Regions from separate parts of the Sus scrofa genome. Here regions 2 and 3 are each linked to region 1. Evidence: chromatin contacts called from public HiChIP or PLAC-seq data. All regions are on one chromosome and are shown on one strand. Each heading gives the region's core, a stretch centred on a gene start, on an enhancer-like site or on the middle of the called end of the contact. The rest is flanking DNA. Distances are from core to core; before and after follow the strand shown. Region 1 has its middle 84 kb from the start of ETS2. Region 2 has its middle 41 kb from the start of PSMG1. Region 3 has its middle 64 kb from the start of PSMG1.

Region 1 (4,062 bases), core at 1,036-3,535:
TTACAGCAACATAGCTATTTTGACTGATGATGATGATGATGATATTTTTAGTTGAAGTAAATATTAGACAGAACAAGTCTGTCTTCCAAGAATGTGTTCCAAGAAAAAAATGATTCCAGGGTTAGATGAGTTTGGGAAATGGCCATCTGTTGGTGAATCCTTTATTTATTTAACAAGTATTTACTATGTTTGAGAGAAGAGACACTGTCCAAGACACAGACTATTTAAGAAGACACAGTCTTTGTCTTCCTGGTTCTTATACTATAGATACAGAAGGAAAGCAGAGCACCCAGGGGTAGGACCTGTATAGTTGTTATGGTAACACAGACACCCTCCCTGCAGTTCCAGGTAAAGGGCTCTGACAAGTCCCTTGGTCAAGAAATCTACTTAATTTTCCTTCATTCCATCTTGCCAAACCTTTCCATATAATATAGTTTGACGTCTCTTGAAATATCCACAGTCCACATAAGGGGAAATACTGCCTTTTAATAAACCCAACAATCCAGTCCGGTTGACCACCGGCTTCTCTAAAACAACTGCTAGGAAGCTCCTATAATCGGACCATATGGGACCACAGTGGCTTTTTGCATAAATGAGGTAGGGCAGCTGGGAAAGCTACCCTGTTTCCTCTTCCTCCTCCTTCCCTCAAGCGACTGGACTCTTGATTTTTTATTGCAGAGGCCAAACCTTTCTGTGCTACAGTGGAAGATAAGACATAATGAACAAGTCCCATATGTGACTGAAATACACGCAGTGGAAGATACCGGAAGTGGTGCCGGGAGCGCTTCTCTGTCGAGGGAGGAGGGTGTGCCCGGCCCTGAGAGCCTGCATATTTGTAGGTGGAAGCTGCACTAGACTTGTTTGCATAAGGCTGATCTTTGCACTCAGAATAAAACCCACACTTGCTGCCCATCATTCAAGGCCCTGCAGGAACTGGCCCTTCCGGTCTAGGGATGACATCACCTTGTGTTCCGTCCCCTAAGCTTCCTCCCCACTGACCTTTCCCTTCTCGGACTCACCAACCAGGTTCTCTGGGCCTTTGGCCCTGCACCCTTATCCCCCCAGGGGATGCCTTCATTCCCTCAGCTGTCTTCTTTACCGTCCTCCCTTAAGGCGTCCAGTTCCTCAGAGCCCTTCCCCTTCCTCCCTGGAACCATGAGACTATGGAGTAATCTGTGAATCTGCATGCCCTTTTGTTTCCTACTTGTTCCCTGCTTCAGAGAGTCACCTCCCTGGGAGCAGGGCTCCGTCTGTTCTGTCCCCACTGGAGAGTCAGTCTTCACAGTGCCAGCCACACAAGAGGGCAATGAAATATTTGGCTGATTGGCTTTCATCTGGTTCCTGGAAGGACGAAAGGGTTGGTATGCATTAGGTGATTATGAAATAGTTGTTCATTCATTCCCAATACTCTTTACATGTGTGGATTAATATTAGATTCTTTCTCTGGTTGCCCTGGCTCTAAGAGGATACTGAGAAACCCAAGGGGAGGAGCAGAGCTACGGATGGCTGGAGACTTAGAGTCCCACTCCTCAGGGAAGGCATCCTTGGCCCAAGGATGATCAAGAAGAGCCCTGAGCAGAGGCATCCAGAGTGTCAAGTACCGTCCAGCAGGGTGGAAAGAAGGAAGGTCTTCCACTGTCCCCGGCATTTCATTGTTCTAGAGCCACATGTGCAAACCAGGAAGAGCCTTGGGAAACTCTGGTTCCATCTCTTTTTTTTTCAAGTGTGGAATTAAAGGCTTGAGAAGAGAAGGGTCTCTCACCATGAGCTTCCTTGAGCCTTGAAATTTCAAATCCCAGGGGGCACATCAATCACTCTTTGTTTCTTGGGGATCTAGGCACTTCTGCTAAAACCTTTCTTTTTTTAATTTATATATTTATTTTTAGGGCCTCACTTGAGGCATATGGAAGTTCCTGGGCTAGGGATTGAATCAGAGCTACAGCTGCCAGCCTACACCACAGCTCACGGCAATGCCGGATCCTTAACCCACTGAGAGAGACCAGGGATCGAACCCACATCCTCCCCAGACACCATGTCGGGTTCTTAACCTGCTGAGCCGCACCAGGAGCTCCTAAAACCCTTTCTTGGACACAAATTGTGCTCAAACCTGTGGCATCACATCAGGTTTAATGTTACATCTTAAAAACAAAGAAGCAGAGACTTCACGACTCGCCGCAACCACTTTTGATCCGCAGAACTGGAATATTTTACAATAGAGCTGCAGCTTCCTGGACAGAGCCCTCTGTGCAGACTGCTTACACAGACATGAAGTGGTTCCACTTTCATATTCCCTCAGAGACGGGGAGGCAAAAGCCATCCCTTGGTTTAATTTGAAAGGCTAGAGGGAAGTTAGTTTTAAGGGGAGGAAAGCTTTGATTGATGCAAATGGAATGAACTTCAATGGTTTCCTTTGAGAAATCACTCTATTATGCAATTGTAGGAAGGTCAGAGTAATATGATTAAGCAAACAGGCAAACAGAAAGGGGAAAGGCAGGAGGGCATGGTTTTATATCAGGTTGAGCCAACGAGGGTGTGTCCTGCTTTCAGAGTCTCACAGTTTTAATTCTCCAAAGTTCACCGCTTGAATGATGCGCTTATTTGAGGGTTACGACTGGCGCGTTGATGAATAAAGCTTTCCCAGAATCTCTCATAAGTTCAGTTGCTGGGTTCCACCTCCCATCACCATCCAAGCCCTCCCATCACCACCCACCTTTTTCATCGTCTACCAACACACTTTCAAGGAGAAGTCTTTATATTTATTTGTTTGAAAGGAAGGTTTGTCCAGAGTTGACGTTGGATGGTTTAACAGATCCCTGATGTTCTGTTTCCTGACATGCAAACATCTGTGGCTCCTTTTTTTTTTTTTTTTTAACCTCAAACCCCTGGCATTTCAAAAAGGATTTGCTGAATGCTTTAAATCTTAGAAATGCAGTTGGCACAATGAAAGATATCCAGTAAGTATTTGTTGAATGCAATATTGGAATGTCAATTGACGGGGTGAATGGCCTTCGGCATTGCAAGCTGCTGCCTCCCATAATGCCGGGGTTTTGAACCAGCAATCCTTTTTTTTTTTTTTTTTGCGTTTTAGGGCCGCATCTGTGGCACATGGAGGTTCCCAGACTAGGGATTGAATCAGAGCTGCAGCTGCTGGCCTCCACCCCAGCCACAGCAACACCAGATCTGAGCCTCATCTGCGACCTACACCACAGGTCACAGCAACACCAGATCCTTAACCCACTGAGTGAGGCCAGGGATCGAACTTCTTTCGAAGTAGGATTGCTAGATTATATGGTACTTTTATATTTAGTTTTCTGAGGAACATCCATACTGTTTTTCATGGTGGTGGTACCAACTTACATTCCCACCAATAGTGTAAGTGTGTTCCTTTTTCCCCACATCCTCTCCGGCATTTATTGTTTGTAGGCTTTTTGATGATGGCATGATGTGACCCCTCACTGTATTTTTGATGTGCATTTCTCCAGTGATTGGCAATATTGAGCATCTCTTCACCGACTTTTTGGCCATCCGTGTAAATTCTTTTAAAATGATTTTTTTCCTCCACTGATTTTAAAGTGATGTATGCATGAAGAGGCCATGTAGTGTGATGGTTAAGGCCCTCTGGCGTCAGGAGCTGGCTTTAGATCCTGGCTCCCCTATGTAGTAGGAGTGTAGCCACAAGCAGTTTATTTAGTCTCACTCTTGCTTCCTTTCTTTCCGTCTGTAAAATGGGAACAATAGTCCACCTAAGTAAAATGGCTTTTGTGAGAGTAAATGAATGAATACACATTAAATATTTAGAGATGTCCTTAGCACAAAGTAAATGCTCAGTTAACCTGGTGAAAATTTGACAAGTTTGGAAAAGTCTGATGAAGAAAATACAGTCACCCATTTTCCACCACTCCCAGAACCAGGTAAATAACATTTTGCTTTGATCCTTCCCTATCCATTTTATAACCTATTTGGGGGTGTGCTGTTTATGAAAATGCTCATGGCTTTGTTTCACTTAACATGTCACCAGGACTTATTTTTATTATTTAAATTATTGGTAAGCATTCCGTGCCC
Region 2 (4,062 bases), core at 851-3,350, 350 kb before region 1:
TGCACCCGAGGCATATAGAAAGTCTTTGGCCAGGGATTGGCTCCAAGCCACAGCTGCATCAATGCCGGATCCTTTTAACCCACTGCCCCGGGCCGGGGAGTAGAACCTGCGCCTTTGCCATGACCCAGGCCCCTGCAGTTGCCTTCTTAAGCCTCTGCACCTCAGTGGGAACTCCTAGAACGTCCATTTCTTTAAAGGCAGGCTCCACACTTGGGCATTTAAGGCAGTATTTTTCAACCTCATCTATTGACGTTTTGGCCCATGAGCCTTCTGGGTGGGGGTGGGGGGTAGGGGATGACGGCGCCTTGGCCAGCGTTCCTGGCCCGGGCTTCTAGATGCCAGCAGGCACCTCCTCCCCAGTGTGCCTGGGGACAACGGAGAATGTCTCCAGACATTGCCCAGTGTCCCTGGGGGCCAAGCCATCCCTGGTGGAGACCTGCTACTAGAGAGAGGTTGGAGAGAGGGCAGATGGAGGGGCCGGCCACACCCGTGACACCACTGCACCTGGACTTTCCCGCACGGGGAGACGGCCCGGTGAGGGGGCTGAGGTCCTCTGGGCCCTTATTTCATCCACCTGGGTGGGGGGCAGCGGGTCCGTGTACCCACGTTTGTGTTGGGTGTACACTGGGGGTCGGACTGAGGTGCCGAGTGTTGCCTGTGCTCAGCTGCCATAGATGAGCGCCCGTTTCTCCCAGTCGTGAACCAGTTTGTGCCCACTGCAGGGGTCCACAGCCTCACCAATGCTTGGTATTCCTCACATGGGCATTTGGGCAGCTGTGTGGGATTTTAGGTTGCACTTTCTCTTTCTTTCTTCTTTTCTTTGTCTTTTTTTTTAGGGCTGCACCCACGGTATATGGAAGTACCCAGGCTAGTGGGGGAATCAGAGCTGCAGCTGCCAGCCTACACCACAGCCACAGCAACGCAGGATCCAAGCCACGTCTGCAACCTCAAGGCAACGCTGGATCTTTAACTGACTGAGGGAGGCCAGCGATTGAACCTGCATCCTCGTGGAAACTAGTTGGGTTTGTAACCTGCTGAGCCACAATGGGAAGTCCTGGGTTACATTTTTTGATGACTAAGGACCTTTGGCATTTTTCCGAATGTTTTACTTAATTGGAAAAAAATTAAATACGCGCGCGCGCGCGCGTGTGTGTGTGTATGTGAGAAGAGGGAGTGGAATACATAGAAGGGTGGAACCACAAAACCCCAGGGCCGGCCCCAGCCCGAGTCCTCAGCAACGTGGCGCCTTTCTTGGGCTTCTCAGGCCCCCACCCTTCACGATGCCAGGAGCTGGGGTCGCCTTTCTGTCGCCAAGCTGGGAAACAGTGCAGCAGAAAGCCTCTAGATGGCGCTGAATCCCGGAGGTTTAGATGTCAAGGCCCTTTCTATAGGGTCCAAGGCAGCATCCCGACCCGACTTTGACCTGCTTTGCAAGCTGAGCCCTGCCTGGCACCTGGGTTCAGAGATGCTGTGGGAGGTGTGCACGCACACGTGTCTGTGTGTGTGTGTTTCCTGTGTGTGTGTAGGGTGTGTGCGTGGGGTGCGTGTGGTGTGTGTGTGTGTGTGTGTGTGCCGTGGGTGTTGGGGAGGGTGTGTATGCTGTGTTGTGTGTGCTGTGTGTGTGTGTGTGTGTGGGGGGTGCTGGGGTTGGGGGGAAGGGGAGGGCATCCCGTATTCCAGAAGGAGAGTGGGTTCTTGCTGGGTCAGGAAGTGGTGCCAGAATCTCTTAGGAGACAGTTCCCCCGAAGGACACAGGTACGCAAATGACTTCAAGTTCAAAACTCAAAAGGCACAAAGAGACTCAGAGTAAAGCAAGCGTCCCTTCCACTCTGTCCCCAGCCTCTGCTTGTCCCTCTTCTGCAGTGGAAATAAACACAGTGAAACAAAGGTATGTAACGTGTGTGTCTGTGCGCCCGCGGGGGTCTTGCCTGGAACCCCAGGAGCATCTCTTGCCGCCTGGGCGCCCGCTGGGTCTGCAGCCCTCACCCGGCGGATGGTTTCCTGCCGCCACGAGGGGTGGGGAGGCTCTAGCCGCTGAGGTTCCCCCCACACATAGGCACACACGTTGCTTTCCTTCGAGTTCCTTCCAAGGTTGGCTATTTACAGATGTGGGCGTGGTCCCTCCAAAAGGGCCTCCCCTTCCCTTTGAAAATGGAAATCGCGCTTCTTAGCATTGTTCCTTTTGCCTTGGCGGATGCTTTCTCAAATGGAAAAATACCATAAATATACTCAGGAAAAAAGTCATATCTTGCTCCCCAATTATTTGAGGGACAAAAGGTCAGATTTCTTAAATTGGAGTCTGCAGTTTCACCTTTTCCCGCCTCAGTCGTTTCCCAGGCGGGCAGGTGCTGGGACCTGCGCGGGCCACCCCGACCAGCCTGGGTCTAGACTCCCAGCTGCGGGTGCCCGGCTGCCTCCAGCTGGACGCGCTCTCCTGGAACACAGATCTGAGCGTGTGCATGTGCAGGTGTATGTGAGAGAGGTCTGGTTCCTTTTTGGGGGGTAATTTTGGGGAAAGCAATCATTACCAGTTAGGGTGGAAAATAAGCTCCCTTTCTTCTTGACGGTGAGACTGAGGGATGCTGGCTGAACCCTCCGTGTCTTTCTTAGATGTTCAGCGCCACTTTGGCTGTGCGTGTGGGCGAGTCTTCTAGTTCTCTGATGACTTTAATTTTGGCAGATGGGCTGGGGTGCACGGAGAAATGTCCACGTGTGCTCCATGTGCCAGAAACGAGTTGGCTCTGTTTCCTTAAATTGGAATACCTGAGCGTGTTCAAAGATGGTTCTTTGCATCCACAGTGAGACCTGTGCCAGGGCTGGGGTGGGGCTTGCACCCCAGACCTCCTCCAGCGGGACCAGTGGCCCCTGGTGGCCTCTTGGGGTGTGACTTTTGAGTATAGTACTGATGATATGGGATCTGAGGCTCTCCCCTGCCCTTCAAACCCAGTGCTGGCATCAAAGCAAGGGGTGAACCGCTTCTGGGGGAGGGTCTGCCGAGCTGGGAGAGGGGCTTGGGTCTGAGTGCCTCTGCTCCAGAGTGACTCTTCTTTAAAGATGCCCTCAGTGGCTTCTTTAAACCGGGGGATGGTGGGGAGTTGTGGCTCGGCAGGTTACCAACCCGACTAGGATCTATGAGGAGGAGGATTTGATCCCTGGCCTTTGCTCAGTGGGTTAAGGATCCGGTATTTCCGTGAGCTGTGGTGTAGGTCGCAGACACGGCTGGGATCTGGCGTTGCTGTGTCTGTGGTGTCTGCCGGCGGCTACAGCTCTGATTCCACGCCTAGCCTGGGAACTTCTATGTGCCGTGGGTGCAGCCCTAAAAATAAAAATAGAAAATAAAATACAATAAGATGCCCTTGGCATCATTGTGCACCCCCCCTCGCCCCCCGTCATGTTCCTTCCCTGCCCTGCTAGTGTGTGGCGGTGGGTGGCAGGACCCAGAGACATGGCCAGTGCCAGGAGCCACACAGCAACAGCTTCTCTCTCCTCCCAGATCAGCCCTGTCAGCCCTCCTCGAACCCGCACTGCCCGCCTGATGACCGCCAAGGAGGGCCAGGCCCTGCTGAGTCACGAGGCCGCTCCCCCGCTGGGCACTGAGTCATTCTTAACGAGCCCTCTGACGGGCAAACTGCTGCCATCATCCAGGATTCACCCAAGTCTGCAGGTATGGCGGTGCCAGCCCGGGGGTGGGGGTGGGAAGGCTCACGGGTTGAGGGAGAGGTGAGCCTGCGGAGGAATTCTCCAGTTGGAATGCTGACTCTGAGAGCCAGGCCCATGGGAAAGTGCTCCACGGGGAAGGACAGGCCAGAGAAGTTGCCGGCGAGTCAGGGCATTTCCGCATCAGTAAGAGTGCTGCCCGCGGGCCCTAGGCTTTGGGTCTCTTTAAAGGATGATCATTATAAACTTGGCCGACTTTATAAAACCCAAATAAGCAGCTGATAAGCAGTCCACTGTACTAACCAGGCTTTAATTTTAAAATCTCATCCAGCATTAGGTTTTTTAAACTTTTTTTTTTTGTTGTTGTTGTTGTTGTTGCTATTTCTTGGGCCGATCCCACAGCAT
Region 3 (4,062 bases), core at 536-3,035, 330 kb before region 1:
CCTTGCCCAGTGGGTTAAGGATCCAGCATTGCTGCAAGCCGTGGTGTGAGGGCATAGAGGCGGCTTGGACCCAGCGTTACCATAGCTGTGGTGTAGGCTGGCCGCTGCAGCTCTGATTTGACCCCTAGCCCACGTACTTGCATATGCTGTGGGTGCAGCCCTAAAAAAATTAAAATAAATAGAAAGGGGACAGATATTAGAAAATGCAATTATTGGAGTTCCCGTCTTGGCTCAGTGGTTAACGAATTCGACTAGGAACCATGAGGTTGCGGGTTCGATCCCTGGCCTCACTCAGTGGATTAAGGATCCTGCATTGCCATGAGTTGTGGTGTAGGTCACAGATGTGGGTCAGATCCTGCGTTGCTGTGGCTCTGGCGTAGGCCGGTGGCTACGGCTCCGATTGGACCCCTAGCCTGGGAACCTCCATATGCTGTGGGTGTGGCCCTAGAAAAGACCAAAAAAAAAAAAGACAAAAAAATGCAATTATTTAAGCTCATGAGGACCTGGGGAAGGAGGATTAGAACTTGGCCTCGTTCTTGAAAAAGCAGGTGGCTGGCCCCCAGAGAACCCCCTCGGAGGTTCCTTTGGAGGTTCTGGGGGACAAGGCACATCCAGTCCCTCGGAGGCTGTGTGACACTGGAGCTTAGGGATCTCACCGGCTAAGGCTCTCTGTGGCCTTGTGGTCTCTCTGCCCTCAGGCTGGGCCCGTGTGCCCACCTCCCAGGGCTTCTGTTTCTCCGTCCTGGGCTGCGGAAGAAAGCAGGTTGCCATGCGCCCTGGAGGACGAGGCATATTTAAGGTAAATGTGTCTTTGCTACTCTCTTTGGAAATGCGGTTGAGACGTCAGACCTGAGTAGATCAGAAGTTGTCCTCTTCACACACCTGAAACTTTCAGCAAGTTCAAAATCCCGGAGGGGCGGAGAAAACACGGGGCCGCCGCTGAGCAGCGTGTCTATCGATCCCACTCCTTTACTAAAACTTGGCCGCTGTCAGGCCATGGGGCTCAGCGGGCAGACATGCCCCTGCACCCCCATCCTGCCCTTGAAGCCACACCTTACCAGGGCCAGATGGCTCTTTGGAGACCCACCCACATTCTGAGGGCACTTGGGAAAATAAAATAGGAGCTCCTGTCATGGCGCAGCGGAAACGAATCCCACTAGGAACCATGAGGTTGCGGGTTCGATCCCTGGCCTCGCTCCGTGGATTAAGGATCTGATGTTACCGTTAGCTGTGGTGTAGGTCACAGACGTGGCTCAGATCTGGTGTTGCTGTGGCTGTGGCATAGACCAGCAGCCATAGGTCCAATTAGACCCCTAGCCTGGGGACCACGGGTGCGGCCCTAAAAAGCAAACAAACAAAGAAAAAAAAGCAAAAAAGGCAAAAAAGAAAAGAAAACAAAAGCCTCGTAGCGGATGCATTTGTCAAACAATGAAACTCCTCTGCTTCCCTCTGCATTTGCTCAGACTGGACTGACGTACTTTGAATACCAGGAAAAGGGGAACTCGTGTTCCTTGGTTTCCCCAAAGAGGAAGTGAAACAAACAAGCAAAACAATTCCATTCAAGAAAAAAAATAACCCGCAACCTGCTTATAGAAATATGACTTGGGCCTCCAGTCAACCAGGCGTCTAAAATAAGAACGGTCCTCAGTGTGGATTCTGAGAAGGCTTTTTAAGAATGGGATGAGGAAATGACGCGTCCCCCGGCTCCGTGGACGCAGGAATTGCCTCGGTCTTTGTGCTTGGAGATGACCCCCTGCCAGACTGCTTCTCCATCCAAGAGCCACCGCCCATGGCTGGAGAACTGCCCAAGGGCCACGGATGTTAAGAAAAAGCCGAGGAGAGTCCTGTAAGGGGCCGTGTGCTGTGTTTGTGCCTTCGAATGATCTCGGGGCTTAGCTTTTTCAGTTAATAAGATGACAGGCAACCAGCAATCTCTCTTGCTCTCAGCTCCTTGCAAAAAGGGTCGCCCTTTGCATGGGGCTCCTCACCTGCCAAGGGCCCCCTTCGCCTGGGGAGCCAGGAGTTCCTCAGTGGAGCTAAGTGGCCAGTTTCTACATACGGAGTGAGGAGGACGGGAGGGGCCAGGAGAGGTCACTCTTTGGCAGTTTCTTCCTCCCTTGATGACTCCCCAGTTTTCTCAGGGTCACCAGGAGAGGGGGCTACTTCCTCTGTGGTCACAGTGGCAGGTGCTTTGGGTAGTAGCTGCTCCCGTCAGCGGCCCCACCTCGCTGAAGGTTGGAGTTGGTTGTGGGGATGCAGTGGGTATCTTTGCGAAAGATGCTGTCTGCACGGGCCACTGCCCAGTCACCGTCAGGGTCTCCCGGTTACAGGTAGGGCTTAGGAGGGGACCATGTGGGCATGAGCGTCCTGCCCAGTGGGAGACGAGGATGCTGGGAAGGCGGAAGAGGCGGCCGGGAAGCACCTGCGGGCCCCTCGCCCTCCTCCCAGGTGTGCTTTCTCAACCACACATGGAATTCAAGGGTCCTGGACTTGCATGGGACAGATGGCTTCCCCATTTTCAGTACCTCCAGCCTTGGACCAAATTTGGCATCTCCACACATCCATTGTGGGGCCAGCACTCAGCAGCAGTGGTGGCAGGAGTTCCTGCCATGTTGTCTGGACAGAAACCCCAGGGAACTTCTCACCGCATTACAATTGCTTCAGAAATGTAGAAAGTAGAGAATTCCTGTCGTGGCGCAGCAGAAATGAATCCGACTAGGAACCATGAGGTTGCAGGTTCAATCTCTGGCCTTGCTCAGTGGGTTGAGGATCCGGCATTGCCCGTGAACTCTGGTGTAGGTCGCAGATGCGGCTCAGATCTCACGTTGCTGTGGCGTAGGTCAGCAGTTGTAGTTCCGATTAGACCCCTAGCCTGAGAACCTCCATATGCCTTGGGTATGGCCCTAAAAAGACAACAAAGACCAAAAAAAAAAAAAAAATAGAAATTGTATTCACTCTTCACCCCTTTGAAATGTTGGATGGGTATGTTAGACTCATGGCTGGCACTTGTTATCAAGTGAGCTAAGGAAGCACATCCATTTAAAAAATTTTAATTGGCATATAGTTGGTTTTCAATATTGTGTTCGTTTCAAGTGTGCAGCAAAGTGATTCGGTTATGTGAGTTCCCGCTGTGGCTTGGTGGGTTAAGAATCCGAGTGGTATTCACGAGTATGTGTATTTGATCCCTGACCTCACGCAGTAGGATAAAGGATTTGGCATTGCCACAAGCTGCGGTATAGGTTGAAGACGCAGCTTGGATCTGGCATTGCTGCAGCTGCAGCTCTGAATCAGCCCCTAGCCTGGGAACTTCCATATGCCATGGGTGCGGCCCTAAAAAAAAAAAAAGAAAAAAAGATTCAGTTACATATGTATTTATATATATTCTTTCTTTTGCATTTTCTTCCATTATAGGTTATTACAAGATAGTGTATATATTTTCCTGTGCTGTACAACAGGTCCTCGCTGGTTATTTATTTTATAGAGATTAGTGTATAAATGTTAATCCCACATTTATCCCTCCTCCGACAGCTATTTTTATACCAGACGTGTAGGAACAGTTTTGATCATATTGTATGTTTCAGTACCACTGGCTTCCTTTGCAACAGGCGTGCGTTTTATTTTAAGGATTTGAGAACATTCTTCCGGGAAGGAGTCTGGAGCCTCCCCCACACGGCTGCCCACATCAGGAGCCTCAGATACAGAGGCCTTTTTCCTTGCCTTTGGCCTCAGCATCCAACACTCCACTCTTCTCATGGAAACTCCGGGGGAGCGGCAGCGGAAACTCCATCCGATGCTTCACTGGGAATCGGCACTAAGTTGGGGGGGGTGGCACCGCCTTCCAGGCCAGGATGGGGAAGCCCCTGCAGTGGGAAGGGGCGGCGGGGGGGGGGGGGCAGGCACCCTGGGGTCACATGAAAGTCTAGTCATGGGACTTAGATTTTCTTTGGTTTTCCCCCAAAGGCTGCTCTTTGAACTCAGACCCCTCCAATGGGGCTGGTCTTTTGACTGGTGTTGGGTTTTCTGAATCCGCTTCATTGAGCGCTCCTGGGGGACCAAGGTGGC

Evidence for each region. HiChIP or PLAC-seq counts read pairs in DNA pulled down with a chosen protein or histone mark.
Region 2: a contact with region 1 is called in an H3K27ac HiChIP or PLAC-seq map of alveolar macrophages. The contact joins two enhancer-like sites. A contact is called at or near these places in 2 of 5 promoter capture datasets (fetal skeletal muscle and liver), 33 of 47 Hi-C or Micro-C datasets (adipose tissue, alveolar macrophages, blood and 16 more) and 2 of 2 datasets of contacts at active chromatin or transcription factors (alveolar macrophages and skeletal muscle).
Region 3: an H3K27ac HiChIP or PLAC-seq map of alveolar macrophages shows a contact between it and region 1. The contact joins two enhancer-like sites. A contact is called at or near these places in 1 of 47 Hi-C or Micro-C datasets (retroperitoneal adipose tissue) and 2 of 2 datasets of contacts at active chromatin or transcription factors (alveolar macrophages and skeletal muscle).

Annotation. Positions count from the first base shown.
Region 1 is chr13:202,378,589-202,382,650 of Sscrofa11.1, reverse strand. No RefSeq gene overlaps it. Among named protein-coding and RNA genes, the nearest start is that of ETS2, 84 kb to the left of the region's middle. Within about 2 kb of position 2,285, at least 17 of the 83 cell types and tissues checked have an H3K27ac peak or open chromatin away from gene starts, as enhancers often do. A contact at or near this core is called in adipose tissue, alveolar macrophages, liver and 2 more, where this site is marked.
Region 2 is chr13:202,732,644-202,736,705 of Sscrofa11.1, reverse strand. No RefSeq gene overlaps it. Among named protein-coding and RNA genes, the nearest start is that of PSMG1, 41 kb to the left of the region's middle. Within about 2 kb of position 2,100, at least 28 of the 83 cell types and tissues checked have an H3K27ac peak or open chromatin away from gene starts, as enhancers often do. A contact at or near this core is called in adipose tissue, alveolar macrophages, liver and 2 more, where this site is marked.
Region 3 is chr13:202,709,859-202,713,920 of Sscrofa11.1, reverse strand. No RefSeq gene overlaps it. Among named protein-coding and RNA genes, the nearest start is that of PSMG1, 64 kb to the left of the region's middle. Within about 2 kb of position 1,785, at least 27 of the 83 cell types and tissues checked have an H3K27ac peak or open chromatin away from gene starts, as enhancers often do. A contact at or near this core is called in alveolar macrophages and retroperitoneal adipose tissue, where this site is marked.